3 separate regions of the Mus musculus genome follow, and all the other regions are linked to region 1. A link is a contact called in public HiChIP or PLAC-seq and promoter capture Hi-C data. All regions are on one chromosome and are shown on one strand. The core of a region is the stretch at or near the end of the contact, and the rest is flanking DNA. Distances in the headings are between cores, read along the strand shown. Region 1 holds the start of Xkr6 (X-linked Kx blood group related 6). Region 2 holds the start of Pinx1 (PIN2/TERF1 interacting, telomerase inhibitor 1). Region 3 overlaps Xkr6 (X-linked Kx blood group related 6).

Evidence for each region. HiChIP or PLAC-seq counts read pairs in DNA pulled down with a chosen protein or histone mark. Capture Hi-C pulls out chosen DNA fragments and counts their contacts.
Region 2: a promoter capture Hi-C map of pancreatic islet shows a contact between it and region 1. The contact joins the promoter of Pinx1 here to the promoter of Xkr6 in region 1. A contact is called at or near these places in 2 of 39 promoter capture datasets (embryonic stem cells and hippocampal neurons), 3 of 484 Hi-C or Micro-C datasets (cerebellum and embryonic stem cells) and 1 of 9 other capture datasets (pancreatic islet).
Region 3: an H3K4me3 HiChIP or PLAC-seq map of forebrain shows a contact between it and region 1, with 4 times the contacts expected there. The contact joins the enhancer-like site here to the promoter of Xkr6 in region 1. A contact is called at or near these places in 5 of 39 promoter capture datasets (the 3T3-L1 cell line, 3T3-L1-derived adipocytes, the HPC-7 cell line and 2 more), 8 of 484 Hi-C or Micro-C datasets (the N1E-115 cell line, cerebellar granule neurons, cerebellum and 5 more), 11 of 115 datasets of contacts at active chromatin or transcription factors (embryonic basal ganglia, embryonic forebrain, embryonic hindbrain and 6 more) and 3 of 9 other capture datasets (embryonic stem cells, liver and pancreatic islet).

Annotation. Positions count from the first base shown.
Region 1 is chr14:63,604,818-63,609,000 of GRCm38.p6, forward strand. It overlaps Xkr6 (X-linked Kx blood group related 6), which reads left to right and starts at 1,713. Exons shown (of 3, transcript NM_173393.2): 1 at 1,713-2,467. The coding sequence starts at 1,713. Gm15918 (predicted gene 15918) reads right to left here and starts at 2,902. Exons shown (of 2, transcript NR_167937.1): 1 at 2,142-2,902.
Region 2 is chr14:63,858,241-63,862,423 of GRCm38.p6, forward strand. It overlaps Pinx1 (PIN2/TERF1 interacting, telomerase inhibitor 1), which reads left to right and starts at 2,072. Exons shown (of 7, transcript NM_028228.3): 1 at 2,072-2,207. The coding sequence starts at 2,189.
Region 3 is chr14:63,754,708-63,758,890 of GRCm38.p6, forward strand. All of the region lies in intron 1 of Xkr6 (X-linked Kx blood group related 6), which reads left to right. Among named protein-coding and RNA genes, the nearest start is that of Gm36218, 15 kb to the left of the region's middle. Within about 2 kb of position 1,739, at least 35 of the 459 cell types and tissues checked have an H3K27ac peak or open chromatin away from gene starts, as enhancers often do. A contact at or near this core is called in cerebellar granule neurons, cerebellum, cerebral cortex and 4 more, where this site is marked.

The sequences.
Region 1 (4,183 bases), core at 463-2,962:
AGAATCACTTTCTGTAATGTATGGGTAAAATTCTTTACATAGTTTTTCAGTTTTTATACATTTTATCTTGGCATGATATACTCATGAAAACTTGTGTTCTGCAATAGGGTATTCTCTTCTTTCCCAGTCACTCTAGAAACTGAAGTAGATCCTATAGGGTTAAATGTCATAAGTTGTCAAAGTAGTTTTTTTCTTCAGAACCTCAATGCTATAAACATATTACCTATTTGTCTTGTTAGCATTCCAAAAAAAACAAAACAAAAAACAAAACAAAAAAACCCATTATTGCCATTCTTAGATTACTGAAAAAAATTGGATAAAAACAATCTACAGAGGTTGATGAGAAAATTCCAGTGTTTTCTTTTTCACTTTTTCTTTAAAATACTTCTTTAAAATAACTCATCAATAACAACTAAGTAGTTTGCTGTCTTCCACTGAAAGAGCATTGTAATTCAAATCCATTCAGTGCTGCCTCATTTATACAATTTGTTAGTGAAGCTCAAATACTCTGCACCTATTTTAATGATATAGCACATTAATAACATTTTCACTCATTTAAAGCCATGTTTACTAACAGAGCCTTAGCACCCCCCAAAACACTGGCAAAGACAAGTTTCACACATTCAAATTGCCTGAACAAGTAATTGATACATACAGCTTAAAGCTTTTTTTTTTTTTTTTTTTTTTTTTTTCCCAAATGAAGGTCTTTAGAGAGTTTTAAAATCACGCTAAAACAAACAAAAAAAAGTAGGTAAAAACATGTTTGACTGTGCAGAAAACACTCAAGGTCACAAGATGCCCATTTAGTTCTTGCTACAACAGGAAAGAGGCAACCAGGCTGATTTCTAGCTAAATTTTGCCTAGAATTTTCTTGAGGGAAAGTTGGAAACTTTATTACAAAATATGGGAAAGTTATCAAGTGACAGGAAAATTAGGGGGTCAATAAAGATGAAAGATGTCTAAACAGAAGTGAGAATCAGTAAGTTTGTGGACTCTTATTGACTTATGTCATTATTTTTAGAGCCCCTCAAAATAAGAAACTAACACGGATGAAGGGGGGGTTATCCAGCCAGAGGTGAGACACAGCCATTTTGGTGGGGGGGAGGGGGGTGTCTAACTACACAATGAGGTCATCCTATCTCCCGGAAGTGACAAGTAATCACCTGCTTTTCACTAGCTCCTCCCCTTCCCTCAAAGGTCCCGCCCCTCTGCCCGCAGCCGGGAGGGTGTTAGGGGGCGTTTCTCCCAGAGCAAAGCTGAGAGCTGCGACGCAGAGGAAGGGGACCCCAAAACGTCTGGCACTGCCTCCTCCAGGGAACACTTTGGACCGTCTCACTCAACCCAGCGGGATTCTGAAACGCCGAGGGGTCAACCTGATGGGTTTCGGGGTCAACGGAAGAGGGGACGGGGAGCCCTGGCGGGGAGAACCCCCCGGCCCCCCGCCCAGCAGCTGAGGCACAGGAGGGCGGCCATCTTGGCCGGTAGGGTAGGGCCAGGAGGCTGCGGGCGCCGTGCGATTGGGGGGCTCGCCCGGAAGTGACGCCGCCCGCCCGGAAGCGGAGGGGGTTCCCTGGCCCACTCCCCCCGTTCGTCTGCTCCCCGCTTCCTCCCCGCCCCCCTTCCTCTCCATTCGTTCCCCCCCTCCCCGGTCCCTGCCTTCTCCCCCCACCCGTCCCTCCCCCCCAACCTCCGGAGCTGGGAAGAGAGTCAAGATGGCGGCGAAATCCGATGGCGGTGGCGTGGGGGTGGGCTTCGCCCAGCTGCACAACCTGGACGAGGCGGTGGGCAGCGGCGAGGAGGACGGGGAGCCCGGGGGAGGCGGCTGCGGCGGCGGCGACGGCAGCGAGCCCGGCGAGAGCAGCTCGCTGCACATCTGCCACTGCTGCAACACCTCCTCGTGCTACTGGGGCTGCCGCTCCGCCTGCCTGCGCTCGCTGCTGGGCAAGAAGCCGCGCCGCAGCGCCGCCGCCGCCGACGGGGGGGACCAGCCGCTGCAGCCGCCCGGGGCCGCCGGCCGCCACCCCCCGACGCCCTCGGCCGGCCGACCGCAGCCCGCGTCGCCGCAGGTGGAGCGGCCGTGGCTTGACTGCCTGTGGATCGTGCTCGCGCTGCTGGTGTTCTTCGGGGACGTGGGTACCGACCTGTGGCTGGCCCTCGACTACTACCGCAAGGGGGACTACGGCTGCTTCGGGCTGACCCTGTTCTTCGTGCTGGTGCCGTCGCTGCTGGTGCAGAGCCTGAGCTTCCGCTGGTTCGTGCAGGACTACACGGGCGGCGGGCTAGGCGCCGTGGAGGGGCTCAGCAGCCGGGGACCCCCAATGATGGGGGCCGGCTACGGCCACGGCGCGGCCCGCGGCGGCCCGGGTGCGGGGGGCTCGGCCACCCCGGGGGCGCAGCGTCTGTGCCGCCTCTCCGTGTGGATCTGGCAGTCGGTCATCCACCTGCTGCAGATGGGGCAGGTGTGGAGGTAAGAGCACTGCGGGCTGGGGGCGGGGGCTGCGGCCGCGCGCGGGCCCCTCGGACAGTCTGGGCTAGGTTGAGCCGGGGGTAGCCGTGCGCTGTCTTAGCATCTCGGGACGGTCTATAGGTTGCCTGGCCACGCCTTTTGGCCCGGGGGAGGCCCTAGGTCCTGCTGTTTGTCCATCTCCGTCCCTGGGTTGCACTTGGAGAAGACCCTGCCTCTACCCTCCCGCCTCTCCTCTGCAGACCTCCATCCTGGTTGCCCCCTTTCCCCCCCCCGCTGTGTCCCAAGGTAACTGGCGCTCGTTTGCATCCTGGAGGAGACCTGGCCTCCTTCAGCCGGTTGCACTTGGCCTTCCCCCCTACCCCCATCCTCCCCGAGGGACATTTCCTCCCCCCCCCCACTCCTGTTTTCTCTCTGCAGTGGCCGGTGTGGGGCCCTGTGGAAAAACCCTAGCTGCCTCTCCTTAAAGCACTCCTTCCTTTCACGCCCCTCCTCCTCCTGCAGCCCCAGCCCCTGCAAACACCGCTGCTCCACACCGCTGCCCTCCTTGAAGGAAAAAAAATGACTTTTTTTTTCTTTCCGGAATAGATGTGCCCTTTTCGCAGTGACAGGGAAAAAAAATGAGATGGTATCTAGTGGCAGCAAGCGTTTGCTGTTAACTCTCACCTCTGGAAAATCACTGAGCCACTTGAGCACCTATTTCTGTTTTTAACGGCCAGGCCTCTGTGTGGTTTGTGTTTACATCCAAGATGCAAGCTTGGCCTCAAGGCCCTTTCCCCTGCTTCTGTAAAGTCCTCGTGTGTCAGGTTGATCTCTCAAAACCACTCACCAAGGAACCTTGTCTGCCTCACTGTCTAAGCACATAGAGTACCTCACTGACTAGCTACCCCACCTTCTACCTCATTAACTGTCCACCTCGCTGACTGATTGCTTCACTGTTTACATCATAGCCTCTCCAACTGCCTTCCTTGTCTACCTTACCGCCTCACCGTCTTCCCCCACTTCCCGGCTACCTCACTGATTGCCTGTTTACACCAGACTCATATATATGCCTTCCTATGTGGTCTGCCTCACTGACTGTCTTACTGTCTTGCCCTCATTGACAGGCTACCTCACCAACTGGCTACTCCACTGACTGGGTACCTCACTGGCTGCTTCGCTGTTTTCCTTTCCCACTACCTGGTACCTCACTAGCTCACCAGCTGGCTTTCTTCTCTGTCTGACCACACTGACTGGTTGCTTTCCTGATTCCATCCTTAGCTCACTGCCTTCTCTGTTTATCTCCCTGTCTACCTCCTCGTTCACCTCGGCGATTACCTCCAGTGCTTACCTAACTGCCTGACTGCTGTTGTTTACGTCACTCTCTCACTGTCTGCTGACTGTCTCCGTGTCTTCCACTTATTATCTGTCTCTGTCTACTTACGGAATACCTCTCGATGACTGCTTCACTACACCCATTTCCCTCACTGTCTGCTCACTGCCTCGCTCCCTGCCACACTGATTACCGTTGCTGGTCTCACCGACTCTGTTTACCTCAGTGCTTCCTACCGCACTGTCTACTTGAAAGTCTGCTGATTGTCTCACTGTCTCCTGACTGCCTGACTACTTTCACTGTCTACTTACTTCACTGTCTGCCTCCCTTACTGACTACCATCAGTGTTTACCTCTCTGGCTACCCCAAGAAACCATTGAAACCTTAGTCACTGTGTGTCCTACGAC
Region 2 (4,183 bases), core at 822-3,321, 250 kb after region 1:
TGGCCATTCTGTGTAGTAAAGAAGCAAGCATGAGCATATTTTCTGACGACAAGACAAGCATCGATTGAGCCATTCCCGTTTCTAACCTCCCTCTCCCTTTGCCCATCTTTCTTTTTCTGTTTTGAGCTGTGACAACTTTTACTTTTTACCTCTGATGTTTCAAAAAAGTCACCTTGAATCGGGAATTCCACTCGGGAATTCCACTCAGCACAGTCTTTCTTCCTGGGAACAGCACACCATGGCTAGCTCTAGGAAAGGATACGGCGACCCCTTGCTCAGTCAGGTTCAGGCTACACATGGCTGAATTCCGAGCCCCATTAGCCAATATTAATAATGAAAGAGGAATGACGGTAGAAGGCACAAATGAATCATGTCAACCTGCTCTCTTCCCGGAGAATCACTGAGGATTTAGCAGAGAGCAGGAGTTTCACTCTCACAGCTACAGAATATTTTTTACATAATGCATGCTAAACTTCACACTGACAGTCTCAGGAACTTTTCCGGTTGCCTTTTATTTCTACAATGATTAAATAATTTACTAGCTTACTTTTTTTTTTTTTAATCACCAAGACTAGTTTCTGCTCTAGGCAAAGCCAGGATAGAAACAGGTTCCATACAGTGCCCTAATAAACTTGCTTCAGACTCCAGGGCTGCGTGGATTGCATACTTTCCTTTCTGTCCTCTCCACACTTGCTCCTCCAATTCTTCTTAAACTGGGGTTAATGGACAATAGAAGTTTACGATGCTCCCCAAAGATGTTTTCAAACAAACAAAGGACAAAGACTTTCAAAGGTAGCTGATGCTGTGATCCAGGGACACTCACCAGGAATTCTACTCTTTGGTGAATCTGCCTTGTCCTGTAAAGATCTTTTAGAGAGGAGTGAGGGGTCATACATCAAAGCTGGTGTCCTCACTGAATGTGAGGAAATGCTCCTGTGTGCCCTCCTTCTTTAAAGCTCACCGTTTACCTGGGCTTGGGCTTGGTTATCTAGAACAGGAACCCTGGCCCAGGGAAAGGGAAAGGATTTGGGGCAAAGCCCAGATATCCTAAGTAGGTGATTTGGTCAGACCCAGCCCCATTGCCACACGGTCACATTTACTGCCTCTTCTTTCTTGTTAATAATTGGTGGTCAAGTACACAATCATTCTTGGCTGGGGGCTATCAATGTCCTCATCTTACAGGTAGGTAAACGTGACAGTCATGCCTGATTCTCAGGTCCTCCAGCACAGCCCTATTTCACCAGCACACTGCATCATAGAAGAGTTGCCCTGAGTGCATCGGGGGTCTACATGGTATCTTGTTAGGTCTGATGAAAAATGGATGTGACCTTCCTAAGGAAAGACAAAACGAGGGAAGAAGAGCCTTTGGAAGGTAAGGGCACTGGCCGGTGCTGAAGGCATGGCTAAACAAAGAAGATTTGAGAAAAGCTAAGGTCTATTTGGAAGTCGAAGCCTTGACAAAGAAAGGGACGTTGAAGGGAGAGGCTAGAGGAAAAAAGGGCAAATAAACAGCGTGGGAGATAGCTGAGGTCACACCTTTGGAGGAGACAGGACAGCAAAAAGAGGGAACAGAATGTGACAGGACGCATTGAGCAAAAATGCCAGGGAGAGCGATGGAACTGGGAAAGGCCTCTGGGATTTAAGTCTGTCACAGCGAAGACCACGAAAGAGTTAACATTTCTCGGCCGGCCGTTAAGCACAAAACCACGGTGTTTCATTTGACTTTGCCAGCTAGGTGGCTGTTTCTGCCTTCTCTCCCTCCCTCCCTCCTCTCTCAGCATCCCACAATGGGCAGAGGTAGAGTGTGAAGAGCATAGGTCCCTTCCAGTGCCAATACCTTCCTCTTCGGCCGTCTCTCCAGCTCTTTAAATGTACCCATGGTTCACAGAACCCCGGACAACTCTAAGGTTGCTTGCACACCCGCTTTCAGAGTTAAACTGCGAACTGCGCACGAACCAGCTCTGCCCCAGCCCTAGAAAGAATCTGTGCCTCAGTCCCCCAAGGCGGGTCCGCCCCTCCGCTTCATGCAGTTGGTAGCGAGTCGCGCGTGGTGACGTCAGTAGTACGCGCCCCAGCGAAGCTCTCCACCCGGCGTGCTTTCCGAGCCGGCTTCTTCCTTAACCGCGCTTCAGGTTCCTCATAACCGCTGGGCGTCAGGCCAGAGGCAGCGTTCGACAAACTTGAGACAATGTCGATGCTAGCAGAGCGTGAGTGTCTGCCGAGCTGGACGACCGGGTGATGGGATGACGGGGGCGCGGGTGTTCAGGCCCGAGTGGGGACAGCAGTGACTGCCGGGCCCGCGAGGGACAGAGAACAGCAACGTCCCGCAGACTCAGTTCCTGGTACTAAAGGCTCGGGTCGTGCGCGCACGCGTGCATTCCGACATTCAGGACACCGAGTCTCAGACTGTTGTTCCTGGAGATTCTTTCACTTTTCCAGGCTCGAACCAAGTGTCCTGGGGTTTCACAAAGATAGGTCCCATAGCATCGCTTCAGGCCCTGAATTCCAACTGTCCAAAATGTATTGGACCCAGAGGAAAAAAGCAGAAGGATTACAAGTGTCAGGCAGTGATAAGTTCTTGACCGGAGTGCAGGCTGATGAATGGTTTTAATCGAGACTGAGAGATAGTAGCTGTGGTTAGCCTCTGAAGTCCACTAATTCCCTCCCCAGAAGCTACTTTGTTCCTGAATGAGACTACGTGTAGCTATGGATTCTTGCCACCAGTTGGCAGTCGTGTGATGCTCACAAAGAACTGGCTTTTAACTTTTCCTGGAAGTTGTGTAGCTATCAAAGAACATAAACATATTATTTTCTTTTTTAAAAGATGCCATCGTGTCTATCGGGCAGTGGTGGCGAACTCCTTTAACCCCAGCCCTCGGGAGGCAGAGGCAGGCGAATTTCTGAGTTCGAGGCCAGTCTGGTCTACAGAGTGAGTTCCAGGATAGCCAGGGCTACACAGAGAAACCCTGTCTCGAAAAAACAAAACAAACAAACAAAAAAAGTCACTGTGGCGTTTTAGAACAAAGCATGTTTTAGTGGAGCACACTGCTTTTCCTGAAGGCAGCTCAATAGGTTATAGACTGGAAACTGCTCTTTCTAGGTAGATCCCTCTTCCTGGCAGTTCACCTGGTCTCTACTTCCATGAAAATGAACTAGTCTCTGCCTCACCCAGGCTTTAAAGATTTTAGTGAGGTAACTGGATGAATCTAGTTTGGAATGTCAGTGGTATACAGGATGAACAAGTGACCTGACAGCCAGTTCTTTATGCAGCAGGGCAGTGCATCTTGGGTCAGTATGTGACAGGGATGCCTTTCTTAGGGGAGAGGCGGGCTCCTTACAAACCTTGGTCAGCAACCCTTGGCAGGCATTCTCCACACATGGGTCTGACACACACATGCAGAGCACTGGTTAATATGGCTGTCTTTGCTGTGCTCATGAGCAAGACAGTGTTGTGCTGAGTATATTATATACCAGGTTGTTGAGCTGGTATCTATGGAACAAGTTTTTGGATCAGCTTTCCCTCCCCAGGTATAGCACTGCAAATTTGAATCCACAACTCAGTTTGCTTTGTGGTGCCCTCCCCCACCCCCGGCCTGCATGCTTATAGTGTTTCTTGGTTTTGCTGGGGTGTTTATAGATAAGGATCCCTACTGATTTTACGTGCAACACAGTGAGCTCTTTTGAGTAGATGTTGTGATCTTTTTCAGTTTTGAGGCCATTGATGTTAGTGTGCTTCAATGAATGCCATGGGTTAGCAGTAATGACATTCAATCTCCGGATTTCTTACTTGGCCTCACCTTTAGGTTCAGATTCATGTTCTATTGACCTAGTGGGTCATAGTTTTTCCTCAAATTTGTAATAGTGAAGCCAGATGTGATGGCTCATGCCTGTGATCCCTGCCAAGTGGTGGAGGATGGTTACCAGTTCAAGGCCACCCTAGGCTACAGAGCCCGACTGTCTCAGATAGCAGACAATAAAGCTACAGTGATAAGCTTGAGTTCTTAGGGACCAGTTATTTATATTCATTTCGGAGAAAGCTTTACCTGAAACCCAGGGCCGTTCCCCTTATTTCAGCTATTCATTCCTTTTTCCTTTCTTCCTTTACTTCTCTCCTACCAGACTCCTTTATGTATCCATGCATCCTTATCAGGTGCCACTATGGACAGAGTGTTTTTTATCTTCC
Region 3 (4,183 bases), core at 489-2,988, 150 kb after region 1:
AAAAAACTAAAGATGGGACATGTTAGCATGCACTTGTAATCCCAGTGCTTGGGATAAGCTGATCTTTGATAGCCTAGTGTTAAAGCAAGCCTGGCATTCCAGTGAGAGGTCATGTCTCAAAAACAAGGTGGATGGCTGCAGAGGACGCCTGAGGCTGACCTTTCATCTCACACCTGAAGCTGACTTCCAGCCTCTATGTATCCATCATACGTGTGAGGTAGCCTTGCCTGGGAGATGTCTTTTATGAAACTATACTCTGTTTCTGCTGTTATGTCTCTCTCCTAGGCTGAAAGGAGGAGGAGTCTGAAACCTTGGAATCAGGCAAGTCTTTATTGGCATTCTTGTATCTATTATTTCACTGAATTGAGACTCGTCATCTGTAGATGGGGTGGTTTCCCTTCTGTGGCTATTCTGCTGGTTAAGAGGAGCCTTCCAGGTATGAGTGAAGGGTAGACACTTGATGGCCACCAGCTTCTGAACCTCAGCACAGTCAGGCAAAGGTGACAGAAAAGCACTCAGAGTTACTGATCATGTTGCCAGTCACAGATTTAATTCCCGGAGCAGCTGTGACCCGGTGGTGGTCAGACATGAACACAGTACAGAGCATCCTCTACCAGAACTCTGGCCAGAACTCTTTCTGTGGGTATCCCACTAACCCTGAGTTCTGAGATAGCCAGACCTCACTGACTTCAAGCCCAAATCCTCCTGAGTCACACAAGAGCTTAAAACTGCAGAAGATACAGCTGAGTCATTCTTCAGGAGAGGAGACAAGACCAGACTGGGGATTGGCTCTACAGAGATTGTCCCTGCAGGTGAAATGACATCTCAAACTGAATCAGGATTGATTGAAGTTGGAGTGGATTTCCCCAGGGGCTTGGTACTTAGGGCCCACTGCCGTGTGAGTGCATGGCACTGGTGTGGGTGCTTTGCTTGTGAGTATGGGCAAAGGGTTGGAAATTTATACCCAGAGGCCAAAAAAAAAAAAGGTATTCAGGTCCCAGCCAAGGGGGTGTGGTATCTAGTGAGGTCAGGTAAATGAAGTGTGGAGTAGTTTCTAGAACCTGTGATATGGATGACTGGGGCTTTGCTGACCTGGGCTCAGCAGCGGCAGGATTCACTCTGGGAATCACACTCAGTGACGGAGGCTGCCTGTGATTCTGTGTAGCTGAACCAAACGAGGAAGGGCACCTTTGAAAAAGCTGGGCCGTCAGATGGTTGCAATTTGTGGGGAAACGTTCTAGAAGGGCATGTGGTGGTTTGAATAGGTCAGGGGTCCAGTGTGCTTGGGGCTAGGGTTGCAAAACAACAAGGATGAGACAAGGCTGAGTCAAGAGGCCAGGAGCAGAGCAGGGAGGAGATTCAGAAGGCAGCTTTTGCTTTTATCCTGCTACACCCATCCATTGTCTCCTGCATCAGTATCATAGGAGCAGGGTCCCTGATCTCAGCACCATACAGGGTGTCATCACAATCTTCCTGAGGATGTATGCCCTAGGCTGCCTCACCAACCCACCAGCCACCCGACTGAGACAAGCATCCGAGCTCACAGATGGAGGAGCTGCCCAGGAGTGTAGTATGGCTGGCCTTCTGCCTTCCCCTCCTCGCCAGCTCTTTCTCGGCCTGCCTTTCTTACCTCCCCCTCCATGACGTCACCTCTCGCCACTACCCTCGAGTCCCCATGCCCTGGCTTCCCACTTGCCGGGCTGCTGCTGCAAGTGGTAGGTGCTGATTAAGACGGATGGCTTGGTAAGAGGCATTGGATGTGACTGGAATAGAAAGCAGCACAGCTTCGCCTGGATGCAAGGGCGCACGGCCAGTAAATGGCGTCACTTGGGAGATGACTTTACTACTGGAGCTTAGCCTTAAAATAGCAAGCATCCTCCATTCCATTTCAGTTGCTATTTATATAAATGTACATACACATATGTACATTGAAAAATAATAGCCCCTCTGTTTCCCAGTTCCTCCTTCCTTTTCCTTGTTATTTCCAGCAGAGGTCAGACGTTTATTCTCCCAAGACATGTAAAGAACCTTTAGACCCCGGGAAATGCAGTTGCTCTGTGACCTTCCAAGGTGGTTGGTCACCTCGGGTTGCCATGGGGGTTGGTTTGTTCCATCAGAAACTTAATGAAATTATGAGGCTCTGTTTGGTAATGTTTTCCTGTGTCTTGAGGGGTACCCAGAGGACCAACACTGTCTCCCATCTCCTATGTCACAGTTGCAGTGGGAAGAGCTCCCTTGGAGACGTTCACTCCAGATGCAGAACTGGCTTGGTGCACAGTCACTTCATGATAGCAGGATGGAGGAGGTCAAGGGATTTGTTCAAGGTTAATGACAAATGAAGGTTTCTAGATCCAGATCCATTTCTTGGTGTTTACTCATGTCTCCCTCTATGATGGAATGGGAGAGAGGAGAATGCCTTTGACGTTACTAGGTTCACTTAAAGCCTCACAGGCAGTTGCTGGTTCAAGGTCAAGGTCAAACCCTGATTTTCTCATGATACAATGAAGTGGAGACCTTGGTTAAAGGCACCCCATGTAGTGTTTCAAAGGGGCACATTTGTCCCTCTGCATGAACCATATGTTAAGGGCTTACTAAAGATAAGAGCCTTGGCTGAGTCAGGGGATGGATTTTCAGATCCATGGATTTTTTGTTCTAATAATTAGCCTTTAAAATCTATTGGCACTAAATCTCTCTCTCTCTCTCTCTCTCTCTCTCTCTCTCTCTCTCTCTCTCTGTGTGTGTGTGTGTGTGTGTGTGAGAGAGAGAGAGAGAGAGAGTCACACAGAAGTAGGCAGACAAAAAGATAGAATATGAATTTATTGTTAAATCATGCTATAGGTTTTACCACCATCTATTAATTTTTGTAACCTCTGTTAAAAATAATTGACAGCTGAACAGCAACAGGCTGGAAGATGGTGATGTCATCTCTGCTATTTATAGAGTTTCCATCCCCTGCAGAGCACAGATCTTGATATTTAGACTGTGAAGGCCTGTGGGTAGGATTCATGCCCAGTTCTGTGTTTCCTGCTGTATCTGTCACATGGCTGTCTTATGACATCCATTCTCAACCACCTGTTTATAGACAGGAAATTAAAATCTGATCCAGGGACTCAGTGGAGATGCGAGTTGTCCAGTTCTGTTCTCTTAGTTTATTTTTTCCCATCAAACGTCATCCATTCTGTATATTTGGAAGCAAAACTGGAGAAGGTGTGTTTGAGCCAATTCCAGTCCAGGTGCATGGCAAAGAACAAACAAGGAGAATGCTGTCTTGCCCAGAATGGGAGTCCAGGAGAGAGTATGGAGACAGATCACTGAAGGCAGACTGTGTACCTACACCTTTAATGACACTTGTATTAGAAATCATGTTTCCAGGCATGTTTGTATCTGAGGTACTCTTGGCTGCCCACTCAAGTGCATTGGGAACCCTGCCTGAACTTGGAACATTCTTGTGTAGAATGCTTCCTGGAGTGGTATTTCTTATGCTGACTCAAGTTGTCCCATCACAAATTCAGACTCTGAACAACTCTGAGGACACCTAAAACACAGACACAGCTTGTTTTGACACTAACATCCAAATCAACACTGAACCAGAACCAGCTTCTTTGTGTTGCCTTTGGATTATAATGGTCCCTAGGCCAGCCTAAGAGAGATGATCAAGGAAGGAACTAACTAGAATTTCAAAGGCAAAGAGGAAGTGATCTCACTCAGAGTAAGGACTGACAACAGTCTGAGCCATAGTCCATGTGACTATAGAAAGCTATTGTGTGGACCAGAGAAGAATTTTAGAAGCATGGCCAGTCAGCACATGTCTTCCCTACAGAGAATCTACAGTGCTGATGGAGAAAAATTTCAGGACCACGGCTAGTACCTCCTGTGATCCTGAAGTGGAGGCTGAGACTGGATGGCTACTGAATTCTGCCAGAGCAAGGTTTCAGATCAGACAGGGAAGCAGGCTGCCTCAACCATTTCTTCATGTGGCATCGATAAAAGTACTTCCCACTCATAAGGGATAGGTTTTTTGGAAAGAGTTGGCATGGTCTAGAATCCCCTGGGAGATTGGCTTCTGGGCATGCCTGATGAGAATTTTTCTTGATCAGACTATTTTATTATATATATATATATATATATATAATATTATATATAATATATATTTATTATAGTCTGATATATATTATATTATATT